Regions from separate parts of the Mus musculus genome. Here region 2 is linked to region 1. Evidence: chromatin contacts called from public promoter capture Hi-C data. All regions are on one chromosome and are shown on one strand. The core of a region is the stretch at or near the end of the contact, and the rest is flanking DNA. Distances in the headings are between cores, read along the strand shown.

Region 1 (7,453 bases), core at 3,116-5,615:
TGAGAAACATCTACCCAAAGATAAATAACTAAATATCACTTATTGCTTACAGAAGAGCTTCCTAATAAAACCAGGCTGGTTTATACAGACTGAGGTCCAAGTCAGCCAAGGCTATGTAGAGAAACCTGTCTTTTTGTTGTTTGGGTTTTTTTCTTCTTCAAGACAGGGTTTCTGTGTGTAGTCCTGGCTGTCCTGGAACACACTCTGTAGATCAAGATGGCCTTGAACTCAGTAATCCACCTCTGCCTTGACTACTGGGATAAAAGGCCTGAGCCACCACCCACCAAGTTTCTGTTTCTTTTCTTTTCTTTTCTTTTTTTTTTTTAATTAGTGGATGGTGGCTTATATTCTTTAAAATATGCCATGGTGTATACCACATATACTTTTAATTAAGAATAACAAAATAAATCTTTAAAAATATATGCCATAGCCTTAATGAGTCCCAGTTAATTGAAAGAAGAATCCCTGGCTCTGGAAAAAGAATTCTGAATTTAATTAACCTAGGGATTAAATGGCCACTTCGCTTCTAGTAAACAAGACTGCACTGAATTCCTTCAGAGTTCTCCATCCCAGGTCTCAAGTCGCACTGGGAACTGTCTTAATATCGACCCACTAATTAGTTCTAAATCCGCCTTCTCCAACTGCAAAGAAGCACTTAACTCTTCCTCAGGGCGGCCCTTCGATTATCAAACAGAATGACAGCTTCACAATGGCACATTCAGCCGGGCGTGATGGTGCACACCTTTAATCCCAGCGCTTGGGAAGCAGAGGCAGGCGGATTTCTGAGTTCCAGGACTGTCTTGTCTACAGGGTGAGTTCCAGGACAGCCAGGGCTACACAGAGAAACTCTGTCTCAGAAACACAAAAACAAAAACAAAAACAAAAAAACCAGAATGGCATGTTCTAGGCTCTCCACTCACTTCTCTGTCCTTTCTCTTCAATGCCAATGACAGTCTATCTCTCTGCTTGTTCCATCTTTTCCTTTTGCGGGCGCACACTTACTCTACATGTGGAGGTCAGAGGACACTTTGCAGTACTTGGTCTTTCCCTGTGTGAGTCCTAGAGATGGAACTCAGATTGGTGGGCTTGGCGGGCAAGTGCCAGCCCAGTGCATCTCCCTTTAATCTGTACTAGCATTTTCCCCGGAATAAAGTTATCTTGCTACTTCTGGGGGCAGGGGAAGAAAAGAATGAACCGACTGTCTTTTTTAAAGATAAAAAACCGTGTAGATGTCTTTGTCTGTGTCTAAGTAATGAGTGCAGTGCCTGTGGAGGCCAGAGGAGAGCACTGGATCTCCTGAGCCAGAGCTAAAGGCTGCTGTGAGCCGCCGGAGTGGTGGGAACGAACTTGGAGTCTCTGCTGCAGTATTAAATGCTCTTGACTTCTAAGCTATCTCTCTAGCCCCTAACAACTCTGTTAATAACCTCCACAGGAAACTTTCCCTCATGGTGCCCAGTGTGCAATGGCCATCATTAAGACTCATTAAAAACCCCTTTCTAGATTAAAAAAAAAGGGGGGGTATGGGGGGGGCTTTTGGGATTCGGGATAGCATTTGAAATGTAAATGAAGAAAATACCTAATTAAAAAAAAGAGTATGAGGGTTGGTGAGATGGCTCAGTGGGTAAGAGCACCCGACTGCTCTTCTAAAGGTCTGGAGTTCACATCCCAGCAACCACATGGTGGCTCACAACCATCCGTTAACGAGATCTGACTCCCTCTTCTGGAGTGTCTGAAGATAGCTACAGTGTACTTACATATAATAAATAAATAAATTTTAAAAAAGAGTATGAACTAAAACAATATAGAAAAATAATAAAAGCAGAAACATAACAATAATTATAAGCAAACAGCAGAACCACCAGTTATGTAAAAAAACAAAAAACAAAAAAAAAACAAACAAAAAACCCCCACTTCTTATATTCCAGAAGCCTCTCTCCGACTTTTTGTTGTTGAGAGATTTACAGTTATTTCATGTATATCAATGCCTGCCTAGTACTCATGGAGACCAGACAGTTGGATCCCCAGAACTGGAGTTATAGACAGTTGCTAGCTGCCATGCCAGGAACTGAATCCAGGTCCTTTGCAAAAGCACCAATCACCGAGCAATCTCTCTGGCCCCTTATATAACCACTCTCGATCATACTCTGTCTAGCAGCCATCAACACAATGTCTTTAGAGTAACTTCTTGTTTTACCAACCAGGAAAGTCTTACTGTAATTTAGTCTGCTTCATTTAAAGCTGCACTTCATGTGTTCTTTCGCCAATACTGTCAGACTAAAGTCAGGCTGCTGTATCTGATTCTAGTGCTCCCATTGCTGTAATTCTGGGTTCTTTAACGTCTGCACTACTGACACTGGGGCATACAGACCTTCGGTTAGATGGCTGTCCTGTGCACTGCAGTATAATACTCGGTCTCTACCCACTAGATGCCAAGGAGCGCCTTCACTGTGACAATCAAGTGTCTCTAGATATTGCCAAACCGCTTCCACTTGAGAGCTGATACTCTAAATCTAATTCACACTCACAACCCTACTCTTTATATGAGTACACTGAAGCTGTCTTCAGACACACCAGAAGAGGGCATCAGATTCCATTACAGATGGTTGTGAGCCACCATGTGGTTGCTGGGAATTGAACTCAGGACTTTCAGAAGAGCAGTCAGTGCTCTTAACCGCTGAACCATCTCTCCAGCCCACAACCCTACTCTTAAGACATTTCCTTTTACGAACACGAGTTTTGCTCTGGCCTACGACAAATAATGATCTTACAAGCATTCTTATACACGTTGCCAGGAGATGAGAGCACGTGCATTTTTCCGGGATAAGCACTTCTGTGTCATTCCAGGGGACATTTAAATTTGATAATGAATGGTAATGACTTTATAAACCAAAGTGGTTGTACCATAATGAAAATTCCTCTAACATAACAATCTCAAAAGACTTACATATAACTCAAAAAAGAAGTTTTCTTTTTGTGGGGTTTTTGTTGTTTTTTCAAGACAGGGTTTCTCAGTGTAGCTCTAGCTGTCCTCAAACTAGCTCTATAGACCAGGCTGGCCTTGAACTTGGAGATCTGCTTGCCTCTGTCTCCCCAGTGCTGGGATTAGAGGTGTGTGCCCATCACTCACAAACTATTAAGAGAAAGAACTATGAGGATGTTTTCCCTCCCAGCCAACTCAAGGGTCCTTCATCTTGCTATTGTCCTGCAGATCCTTCCTCCTCTAAATCATCGTCCAAACCCACCTTATGTGGAAGGAGAACACCGCAGCCCCATTCCTGCTCAATCTTCCTTTTCACTACGTTTAAACAGCAGCCTGTCAATCCTATGCCCCCAAATTGCAAGCCCAGAAGCAGCCCCAGAGCCTTGGCAGTCACTCCTTCACAGAGCAGCCAAGCACTCTCTACACACATCAACGTGCAGTAGTGATTCCCTGAAAGAACAGTAAGAGCCAAGCCTCAAAACCTCCTAAGCCCGAGAGGCGCAAAGGCTTAAAATAAGAGCAGGGGGTATAGTTCTGTTGGCAGAGTGCTTGCCTGGTAGGGACACATGCTGGGGTCAGGCCTCAGTGCTAAGAAGGGAAGGGGAAAGGGAAGGCGCAAGGAAAAGAGAACGGGACGAGGCGGAGAGGGAGATCACAATCTAGTCTCGGCTCTCATACTTGGGCAGGTGATAGGTCCTCTCTGGGGACCAGTTCTGCCATCTTCAAACGTGGGTTAGAACCAGAGGCTGGAAGTGTAGCTCAGTCGGTGGCAAGCTTGCCTCCGCACCAAGCTCTCACTTCCATCCCTAACATTTTCTAAATTGAGCCCAGTGGCGCGCGCTTGTAATGCCAGCGTTCAAGAGGTATGTGGAAGGAGGATCAAAGTCAAACAAAATCCTCCTCGGGTACATAGAGAGTTCGAAACCAGCCTGGGCTACACAAAACCTGTCTCAAAAAAGGTGGATTTTAAAATGACCTCATACGTTCATTCAGCGACAGAATGAGGTAAAAAGAATTCCATCAAGTCGAGCTGGAGGATGAAGCCGGGATCGCGTCAGGGCCTCAGAGGCTGCTGTCAATTTGGGTGGGTAGGTAATTTTGAGGGTTCCCCGTTGTCCCCAGCAACAGAACCGGAAGGACCGCTGACGTCAGCCACCAGAGGGAACCTGCGGCCGGTACTCAGGGTCACTGGGGTGACAGGACTGCAGAGTGGGCCCCTGGCCTGTCTAGGAATATCGGTCGAACACCGAGCCTGCGAGAGGCTCTTCGCGCCCACTTGCTCACCCGATTGGGGTACTCCTTCTCCACACAGTCCCCACACATCGTCACGCAGTTTTCGGAGAACGACCCCAGCGACACCCGGAAGGCGAAACCTCGCGAGAGTTGAGATATCGATTTTGTCGCACACGATCTAAGGACTCCACAGCTGGCTAAAAGTCTCCGCCCATAGCAACGGTTGTTAGGCGGTCTCCGGGTAAGGAGGGTGCACCGAGGACTGGACTCAAAAATCTTCAGGTATTGAAAAGATCTGAGGACTCAAAGAAGTGTCGAAAAGAGGAAGAGGCTTTGAGCCTGAAAGAACTTCTAATAGGCGCCTTCTTGAATTCTGATTAAAAAAGAATTACAGAAGTACAGCAAAAAGGGGAATTGTTTCTTCTTGCCTCCATTTTTACCAGACTCAAAAAACCTGAAATGACAGTTTAAATACCATTTTGTGCTATAATAACAGATAAGAGATCAGACTTCAGAGAAGGAGTAAGCTGGTGTTTGGGAAGAGAAGCTTAGAGCGCTGTCGAGAACCTACTAAATTATTTAAATTAGATTCTTATCATACGCCTTGTACAAAAATCAATTCAAAAATGGATCAAAACCCATTATCTAAAACAGGAAACACTGAAACTTCCAGAAGAAAACATAGGGGATAGTTGTCAAGATATTGGGTTGGAGGGGCTGGAGAGATGGCTTAGCCATTAGGAACACTGAATGCTCTTCCAGAGGACCCAATTTCACTTCCCAGAACTCACATGGCAGCTCACAACTGTCTGTAACTCCAAGATCTGACACCCTAACACAAACACACATGCAGGCAATGTGCATAAAATAAAAGTAAATTTTTTAAAAAAGACACTGCTTTGGACAAGAACTTTTTAATTAGCACAGGAACACTAACACTAACAGAAACTAACCCTTAGTATCAACGGACTACACGAAAAGTTTCTATTCAGCAAAGGACACAATTAGCAGAAAAAAACAGTCCTCAGCATGGGAAACATCTTTACCAGCCATATTTCAAACAAGAGGCAAATATCCAGAATTTATAAGAATTGCAGAAACTAAATACCAAGGAAACAAAACTGCCAGTCAATAAATGGGCAAATGAATTGAATAGACACTTTTCAAAATTAAAAAAAAAAACAAAACATGGCCAATAAGTGTTCATTGTCCTCAAACATCAGGGAAGTGCAAATTAAAATTATTTTTTAGATACCCTCTCACCCCTGTCGGAATGGCTCTCATCAATAAATCTGATGACAAATGCTGGGAAGGATGTGGAGAGAAAGGAACTGTTAGTCACTGTTGGTGGGAGTGCAAATTAAAATACAGACATTGTAGAATCAGTTTGGTGACTACTCAAAAAGTTAAAACTAGAATCACCATATGAACCTGTTATTCTATTCCTGGGCATTTACCCAGAACACATAGGAATATTTACACCCCTGTGTTTATTCCTGATTTATTTACTCTACCAAGAATTAAGATCAACCTAGTTGTCTGTCAACAGATAAAAGTAAAATGAAAAATCTCTCTATATAAAAAATGGAGCTGGGCAGTGGTGCACATGACATTAGTACCAACACTCGGGAGGCAGAGGCTGGCCAAACTCTGTGCAGTTTAGGCCAACCTGGTCTATAGATAGAGTTCCAGGACAACCAGGGCTACACAGGAAAAAAAATACTATTCAGTTCTAAAGAAAAAAAATGAAATCACAAAATTTGTAGGAAAATGAGTGGACTTATAATATTAAGTAAGGTAATACACCCTCAGGAAGGAAAAAAAAGCTGTTCTCCATGATACCCAGAATGTAGTTGTTAGCATTCTAAGCTCCACCCCATAGTTACCTGGCAACAGCCAGGTGTGCCTGACTCACTATAAAAGGGGCTGCTTGCCCACCTCTTCACTCTCTTGCTCCTGTCTTCCTGCCCCTGCTCTGTCTTCTCGACCATTCTTCCCCTCTCTCTCCACATGCTCATGGCTGGTCTCTACCCCTCTACTTCTCTACTCTTTCTTTCTCTGCCTTTCTCTGCCTCTACTACCCTCTTGACTCCCCTCCCCATGCCCTGAATAAACTCTATTCTATACTATATGGTCCTGTGGCTGGTCCCTCAGGGGGAAGGGATGCCTCAGCCTGGGCCCACAGAGACACCCCTTTCTATGCCTCCATAGAACATACCCCACCTCTCTTTATCATTTTATAAACACATCAGTAGTCACTAGTATGTGTGTGTGGAAATAAATGTGTATGTGGGAATAGGATCATATAGAGAAAAGAGAAGAAGAAAGTGTAGCAGTTAATTAAGCCACTTTGCCTCCTGATAGGTCTCTCACTGCACCTGCCCAAGAGCTCTGGATTAGCCAATGAAAGACACACACACACACACACACACACACACACACACACACACGCATGTCAGCTAATTTTGATATGCTTTGACTAGCTCAGTGACTGAGCACTTCTAAACCTCCCCGTGGCTAGCACACACTCCCCTCCAGTATTCCTAGCTTAACACACAAATGTAAAATGCAAACTTCTGGGCACCTCCTCCACCCCCACAGGGCTGCTTTCCCTTTCCCCCTGTACAGCTGGATCACTTTTCTCCTGCAGCTCTTAACTCTGATCCCTCTCCTCAGTCTCTCCCCTGGTCCCTTGCCCAAGCAATCTAAAAGTCCCGCCCTGTCTCCCTGCCCAGACATTGACTGTACAGCAAATCTTTATTACCAATCGAAGTCAGCTAGGGGCAGGGACCCTCAGCTCTGGAAGCATGGCTTTTGGGAGCCAAAATAAGACAAAGCATTAGAACCAATTCCCAACATCTCACTCTTTCCGTCCAAATTTTAAAAGGGTTCTTCTTTCAGACATAAGTTGAGCATAATCATAAAAATTATGAAAATTACAAAGTATGATATGCAATTAATATCAAGTCCATCATATTTGTCAATTAGATAAGGTACTCTACTATTTACCCTGACCGAAAGAGTTTACAGTTCTATACCTGAGTTTTGTTCTGACTTTAACTTGTATTATTATCTGAATATCATCCTTCCTAGGTCATCTTCCTCAAGGCTCAACAACTTAAGTATTATTATGATCCCTCTAATAATTAAGTTATAATAATAACAACTTAATTAGTATTATGATTATAACTAGTCTTCAACTGTATCAGAAATCCAAGAATAAATTAAATATTACCTGAA
Region 2 (7,685 bases), core at 3,651-6,150, 3.7 Mb before region 1:
TTCCAAGGCAGCCAGGGAGACATAGAGAAGATCCTGTCTCAAAAGCAACCAAGAGAAACAACAATATGTGTGTAGCATCTGAGGCAGCCAGAGAGGGACTGGAGTTACAGATGACCATGTGGGTGCTAGGAATCCAGTGTGGATCCTCCAGAAAAGCACTGAGTTCTCTCTTGCCTCCCAACTGATTTTTGTGAGCCAGGATCCCACTATGTAGCCCCAGCTGCCCTGGAACTGAGAGACCCACATGCTTCTGCCTCCCCACTGCAGGATTAAAGGTATGTGCTGCCATGTCCAGCAATAAATGTGATTTTTTTTTATTTTAAAAAATTTTTAAATAGGAGCATTTATTCCCAGAACTCTAGAGGCAAAAGCAGGTAGACTTCTGTGAGTTTGAGGCCAGCCTTGTCTACAAAGTGAGTTCCAAGACAGCCTGAGCTGTTGCACAAAAGACCCTACTCAAAAAACAAACAACAGGGCTGGAGAGATGGCTCAGTGGTTAAGAGCACTGAATGCTCTTCCAGAGGTCCTGAGTTCAATTCGCAGCAACCACATGGTGGCTCACAACCACCTCTAATGGAATCCGATGCACTCTTCTGGTGTGTGACTGAAGGCAGCTACAATGTACTCATATAAATGAAAATAAATTAATAAAAACAACAACAAAAGAATTTAAAACAGGGCTGGAAAAATGGTTCAGCACTTAAGAAACTTGCCGCTTGGGCTGGAGAGATGGCTTAAGAGCACTGGCAGCTGCTTCATTTTCCAGTACCCACATGGCAGTTTACAACCACCTATAACTCCAATTCCAAGGGATCCAATACCCTCTTCTGGCTTTCCAGATATATATATGCAGACAATACACATATACAGAAATAAAAAAGACAAAATTTAAATAAAAGAGAGAGACTTCTGCTCTTTCAAAGGATCCAACTTCGGTTTCTATCATCTACACTGGGCACCTTACAACAGCCTGTAACTCCAGTTTCCGGAGATACTGTGCTCTCTCTGTCATGAGCTTGGGTGCTTGGGCATGCTCCCTCATGATCTCTCCTCCCTCTCCCCCCTCCCCCCACACCAAGGTGTACATATAAAAGAATAAAGGTTTTTTTCTTTTTTCTTTTTTTTTTTTTTTTTTTTGGTTTTTTCGAGACAGGGTTTCTGTGTAGATCTTGGCTCTCCTGGAACTCACTCTGTAGACCAGGCTGGCCTCGAACTCAGAAATCCGCCTGTCTCTGCCTCCCAAGTGCTGGGATTAAAGGCGTGTGCCACCACTGCCCAGCTAAGAATAAAAATTTTTAAAAACCCAGCTGGACATGGTGGTTCAGGCCTTTTCCCAGGAGGCAGAGACTATCTGTAAATTCAAGGCCATCTAGGACTATACAGTGAGACCTTGTCTCAAAAAACAAATCCACAAACATTTCTTTCTTCTTTTTTTTTTTTAAGTAAAGATACAGATGAGAAGAGAGTATTCAAAGAGGATGTTTTGTTTAAATATTTTACATGACTTTTAAAGATCATATATATGGACTGCAATTTTAAAAAGTATTTTAGAGTATGCTTTGAAAACAAACTAGCCGGGCAGTGGTGGCACATGCCTATAATCTCAGCACTTGGGAGGCAGAGGCAGGCAGATTTTTGAGTTCAAGGCCAGCCTGGTCTACAGAGTGAGTTCCAGGACAGCCAGGGCTACACAGAGAAACCCTGTCTTGAAAAACCAAAAAAAAAAAAAAAAAAAAAAAAAAAGAAAGAAAGAAAGAAAGAAGGAAAAGGAAACAAACTAAACTTGACTAAATACTTTTTCTTTATAACTTTTTTACTATGCTTTTTAATTTAGATAATTATTAAAACTTTTTAGTTGCTATCTCTTTTATCATCACAATACACATAAATAGGTAGTATACATGTATGAAAATGTTATAATAAAATTCATTATTGTATATAATTATTTCAGTTAGCACTTGCATATAGTGAATATTCAATTATATGTAGATATTAGTTAAGTCAATGATAACCAAGCTACTGTCCATAGAACCACTAAGATTAGATATAGAGTTGGGGTATAAGGGGGATAGAAAGCTCTCGTTAGGAAAAGAAAACAGAATAGTTATAGATGGATGAGGTGGGGGCTAGAACAGGAGAATCAAGTGGGAAGAGGTAGGGAATATGGGGGAGACAATTAAAATTAGTATGGAAACCAAATACAATAGAAGCTTCCTACAATAAATAAATATATAAAGATGATCTAAATATAATAGCCAAATAATGGGGGAGACAGAGTCCCAGCCAGGTACCTTGTCACCAAATGAAGCTTCTGGTACTAGGACTGGGTTACACCTAATTGAATTGTTGGCCAAAGACGTCTCATCCCCAAACAACTGAGTCTGTTGCCAAGACTATGGGTTGCTCTCCAGAAACTAACTCCAAAGCCCCACTGCTGAACTCACTGAACATGGAGAAACAAGCTAGCGCCCACGTAGAGCCTTCACCCCTATGGTTTAGTGCCTTTGGTACAGGAAGGAAAGTACTCTACATGCCACCAAAAGAGAAACATCAAGCCAGCCACAAATCCTCTGATCTACAGTGGCGTCCTGCCTCCAAAATATGCTAGGGCAGTGGTGACAACAAAGCTCATGGAATAACTGACCAACATCTCATCTGACTTAAAGCTCCCTCTCTGAGATGGAACCTATACCCAACATTGCTTGTGGTGACCAACAGCAAGAAACTAGATAATCCAGGGACCTGGGTGAGAACAAATACCACTCTTCATAAAGGGGGAGGCAGTAAAATGACTCCTAATGACATACTGCTATACTCCTAGATCAGTTCAGCTTTTATCAAGAGTTTTCTCCTGTAGCAGAATGTGAATACTGAGACCCACAGCTGGACACTGTGCAGAGTGACTGTGATGGTTTGTATATTCTTGGGCCAGGGAATGGCACCATTTGGAGGTGTGGCCTTGTTGGAATAGATGGGTCACTGTGGGCGTGGGCTTAAGATCCTCACCCTAGTTGCCTGGAAGTCAGTCTTCCACTAGCAGCCTTTGGATGAAGACATAGAACTCTAAGCTCTGCCTGCACCATGCCTGCCTGGATACTGCCATGCTCCTACCTTGATGATAATGGACTTAACCTCTGAACCTGTAAGCCAGCCCCAATCAAATGTTGTTTTTATAAGACTTGCCTTGGTCATGGTGTCTGTTCACAGCAGTAAAACCCTAACTAAGACAGTGACAAACCTCGAACACTCAGCTCTAAATGTGGTGCCTCCCATCAAACCCTTCCCCTCAGGGCTTAGGGACCCCACACCCCAAAGAGGAGGTGGAAAGAGTGTAAGAGCCACAGGGGATGAAGGACACTAAAAAACAAGACCCTCTACATGAACTCAACAAAGCTCATAGGAACTCATGAGAGGCTGGGGCTTCATGCCCAGGGCCCACGCAGGAGTTCAACAGGTCCTCCACTAAGTTACAGCTTCCAGTTTAGTGTTTTTATGGGATCCCTGAGGATTCAAACAAGCAGGTCTCTGACTCGTATGTCTTCTCTTGGTGTCTTTGCTGTTTGTCTTGTCCAATTTTGATTTGATGGTTTTATTTAGCTTATATTTTATTTTGTTCGATTTTATTATAACCCCTTAGAAGCCTGTTTGTTTTCTAATTGAGACAGAAAGGGAGTGGATTCGGATGGGAAGGGAGGTGGGGAGGAACTGGAAGGGGTGGAGGAAGTGGATACCACAGTCGGAATATATTATGTGAAGAGAAAAAGATGTATTTTCAACAAAATAATTCAACAGCACCAGCTACTTTTCCAGAGGACGCAAATTCAGCTCCTAGCACACTCCCTCCCACCAGGCAGCTCACAGGCGGCTGCAACTCCGGCTCCAAATAACGCACACACATAAACAAAAATAAATCTTGACTTAATCCCAGCACTTGGCAGAGGCCAACAGATCCCTGAGTTCCAGGCCAGAAAGGGCTACATAGCGAGAGACCCTCCCCCTCCCCACTACTCCAGTTCTTTAAAAAAGAAAAAAAAAAAAAGAAAAAAAGAAAAAAAAGTTACTAAAAACAAAACAGTTCTGTGTTTCTAAGGAATGGTTACATAAGGGAATTTGCGTCCAATCGTGTACCAAAGCTTATAAATACTTGAGTTGTCTGAATTTTGGTGAACAGCTGTCCATTTTTAATAAATAAGATTTAAAGTTCTAGTTTGATCTGCCCCGCCAAAAAAAAAAAGCCAAAGCCAAAGGTGAAAAGCCAAAGCCAGAGGTGGTGCCCAGCAAATCGACGGGCGGCGAGCGATGTGGCCCCGCAGGTCCCGGGTGGGGCGGGTCCCCCGAAGCCCGGAGGAACCCCGGCGGGGGCTGCTTTTTAACTGACGAGGTCAGAAAGCCTTGAAGGGTTGGTGGATGCTCCTGACGAGGAGACGGGCGGATGGAAAGGGGCGGCCCGGGAAGGCTTGGGGACCAATGGCGGGACGAGTCCTCCCCGAACCTGAGGGCTCAACCGCCCACACCGAGAGTGAGGGGCCAAGAGGCCGCGCCTCAGGGCGGGGAGAGGGGCAGTGCCAACAACGCCTGGGCACCTCTGCAGCCCAACAGTCGCCCACGCGCAAAGTGGTCCCTTCAGCATCACCACCCTCTCGAGCCGCGCTGGAAACCCCTCTGCCTGCCACACAACCCCAGAGAGGACTTTGCCAACCCGAGCTTCCCTTACCTGCGGCCTCCAGCCTCGACCGAACACCTGCGGCACCCCACGCTGACAAGCTGGAACCCCCGCGGCGGTCTGGGCGCACCCACCCGGATGCATAAAAGCCGTAGCCACTTCCGGCCCAGTGGCTGGCCAGGAGGATACAACCCCCGTGGTGTGTGCCTATGGGCCGCGCCATTTTGTACGGAAGCCGCTAGGGCAGCATTTCCTCCCCAGGTTCTCGGTTAAAGGATGGGGAAGGAGGGTTATAATTGCGAAGACTTAATGTCTTCAGAAAAGTGGTGTTTTCTGAGATGCCGCTTCGTCTTTTGGTTTTGGCTTTGAAGGAAGAAGCCTATTGAACTTTCGCTCACAAATGCAACACAGGACATTTTTTCTCTTTTACCCAGGGTAGCGTTTCTCCACTACATTAATTTTCTTATTTTTTTTCCATTTTTTTATTAGGTATTTAGCTCATTTACATTTCCAATGCTATACCAAAAGTCCCCCATACCCACCCACCCCCATTAATTTTCTTATATTCGAGCGGGAAAATAAGGAAACTGTTTACAGAATGTGCTCTTCATTCGCGTTATATATTATAGCCATTAATCTCTCTCTCTCTCTCTCTCTCTCTCTCTCTCTCTCTCTCTCTCTCTCTCTCTCTCTCTCTCTCTCTCTCTCCCTCTCTCTCTCTCTCTCTCTCTCTCTCTCTCTCTCTCTCTCTCTCTCCCCTCTCCCCATCTCCCTCTCTCTCCCTCCCTCTCCCTCTCTCCCTCTCCCCTCTCGTACATGTCTGAAGATGCCAGAAGAGGGCGTTGAGCCCCTGGAAAAGATTTATAGAGCCGGCGTGGATTTCTGAGTTCGAGGCCAGCCTGGTCTACAGAGTGAGTTCCAGAACAGCCAGAGCTACACAGAGAAACCCTGTCTCAAAAAACCAAAAAAAAAAAAAAGAAAGAAAGAAAAGAAAAGGAAAAAAAATTATAGAAAGTGTTGAGCTATTGTGTGGGGGCTGTTAATTGAACCTGGGTCCTCCAGAAGAGCAACCAGTGCTCTTTACTGTTGTCATCTCTCCTGGTCCCTATATCCTCATAACAACCACAATATTGTCTATATATGAAACCATTCATTCAGGATTGATTTTTTTTTTAAGGGGGTTAAAGCAGGGTGTTGTGTAGCACAATCTGGCTCTCAACTCTCAAAATGTGAGCAAAGGTGACCTTAGATTCCTGATCTTCCAGCTTCCATCTCCCAAGTGTTAGGATTACAGGCAGGCTTGGGCCACCACACCCCGTTTATGCAGTGGTGGGGATCTAGACCTCAGGCTACAATGATAAATTTGAGGTAAGCCTGGGTTACACGAAACGCTATCTCAAAAAGGAAGGAGTTTTGTTTTGTTTATAAATTTTCATCTTTTTCTGTCCACTCAAGAAGCTTAGAGGCTGGTTGGAAACATCCACAGTAGCACTTGAGCACACACACATACAATGTGAGAAGTGAGAGGACATCTTTTGAAGATACAGAAATTTGAGGGAAATGCCCATAATAATTTTAGAACTCTATAAAATCCTCTCAGACATGGTGCTATTCTCACACATCACACAAAGGGATAAGTCACTGAACAACCCACAGGTTAAATATGAATTCTCTTTGTTTTGGAGGAAATCACTAAGGGATTGAGGTGAAGATGACAAGGAGACAAGAAACTCTAAGACTTTATACAAAGTAAGTGGTACATGCCTATAATCCCAACACTTTATATAAAGTAAATGGCACATGCCTATAACCCCAGAACTTGGGAGGGGGAAGCCTGAAGATCAGAAGTTCAAGGCCATTGGCCATACAAGTAGTGAGTTTGGGACTAGCTTGGCTGACATTAGAGACTTGGTTTTAAAGAAAAAAAGAGAAGGAGGGAGGGAAGAAAGGAGGGAATACAGAAAATCAGAGAAGAGTCAGCAAAGAATTTAAAGTTCTTGGAAGGAGAATACAACTATAGAAGAGAGTTGTTAAGGAAGAGAGAAAAGTTTAAGGTGTTTGATCTTCCAGAGACAAAGGTCAGTAAAGTCTGTCATTCTGTCCTGCTTTTGTTCTAGTAGATTCTTTGGAGGAGTTGAAATAGATAAAGAACTCCAAATCCAGCTTTGCAAGAAGGCAACACAAGGCTACTTCTGGATCTGCTGGAGCTGGAGGGCAAAGAGTGGCCAGATGACATGTAGCCACAGACATGTAGACCACAGAAGAAATATCACCACAGGAGAGTTAAAGGTGATAGATTGAAGCTGGGTGGCAGGGCACAAGCCTGTAATTCCAGCTCTTGGGAGATGGAGGCAAGAAGACCAAGTTCAGCCAGCCTCAGCTATATGAGGGAGGCCCAGTCTAAAACACAGACACACACACACACACACACACACACACGGGGTGGGGAGGAGAGGACAAGTATTGTGGTACATACCTATCATCCCAGCACTGGGTGGGGGTGGGGCAGGGGTACTGAAGCAGAAGTATTACTACAAATTCAAGACCACTTTGATTTATATATCAAGTTCCAGACCAGCCAGGGCTGCATAAGCAAGACTTTATCCCAACCGTGCCCCCACAAAGTGTATTAAATATATAAAACTTCAAGGTGGGGTGGCTCGAGAGATGTGAGCTAGATTGTGAGCATTTGCTGCTCTTGCAGAGGATCCGGGTTCCATCTTTGAGCACCCACATGGCAGCTCATAAGCATATGAAACTCCAGTCCTCAAATCCTTCCCTGGCTAGCAAGGCCCACTCCAGTGATGTTCCTGTCTCAACCTCTCCCAGTGCTGGGGTTACAGGTGCAGCCACACAGTGGCGTGGATTTGCACTCAAGCCCTTGGTGTTTTCACAGTAAGGACTCTTAGCCCACTGAGCCACCCCTCGAGCCCAGAGGTCATTGACAAGGGGCTGCTGCTGCTGCTACTACTACTACTACTGGATTAACTATGAGACTGGCTTTTTCTATGGTTGATTTGGT

Evidence for each region. Promoter capture Hi-C pulls out the DNA fragments that hold promoters and counts their contacts.
Region 2: a promoter capture Hi-C map of cranial neural crest shows a contact between it and region 1. The contact joins the promoter of Exd2 here to the promoter of Churc1 in region 1.

The regions. Positions count from the first base shown.
Region 1 is chr12:76,762,450-76,769,902 of GRCm38.p6, reverse strand. Churc1 (churchill domain containing 1) reads right to left here and starts at 4,365. Exons shown (of 4, transcript NM_206534.2): 1 at 4,265-4,365. The coding sequence starts at 4,303.
Region 2 is chr12:80,460,310-80,467,994 of GRCm38.p6, reverse strand. Exd2 (exonuclease 3'-5' domain containing 2) reads right to left here and starts at 4,900. Exons shown (of 9, transcript NM_133798.3): 1 at 4,715-4,900.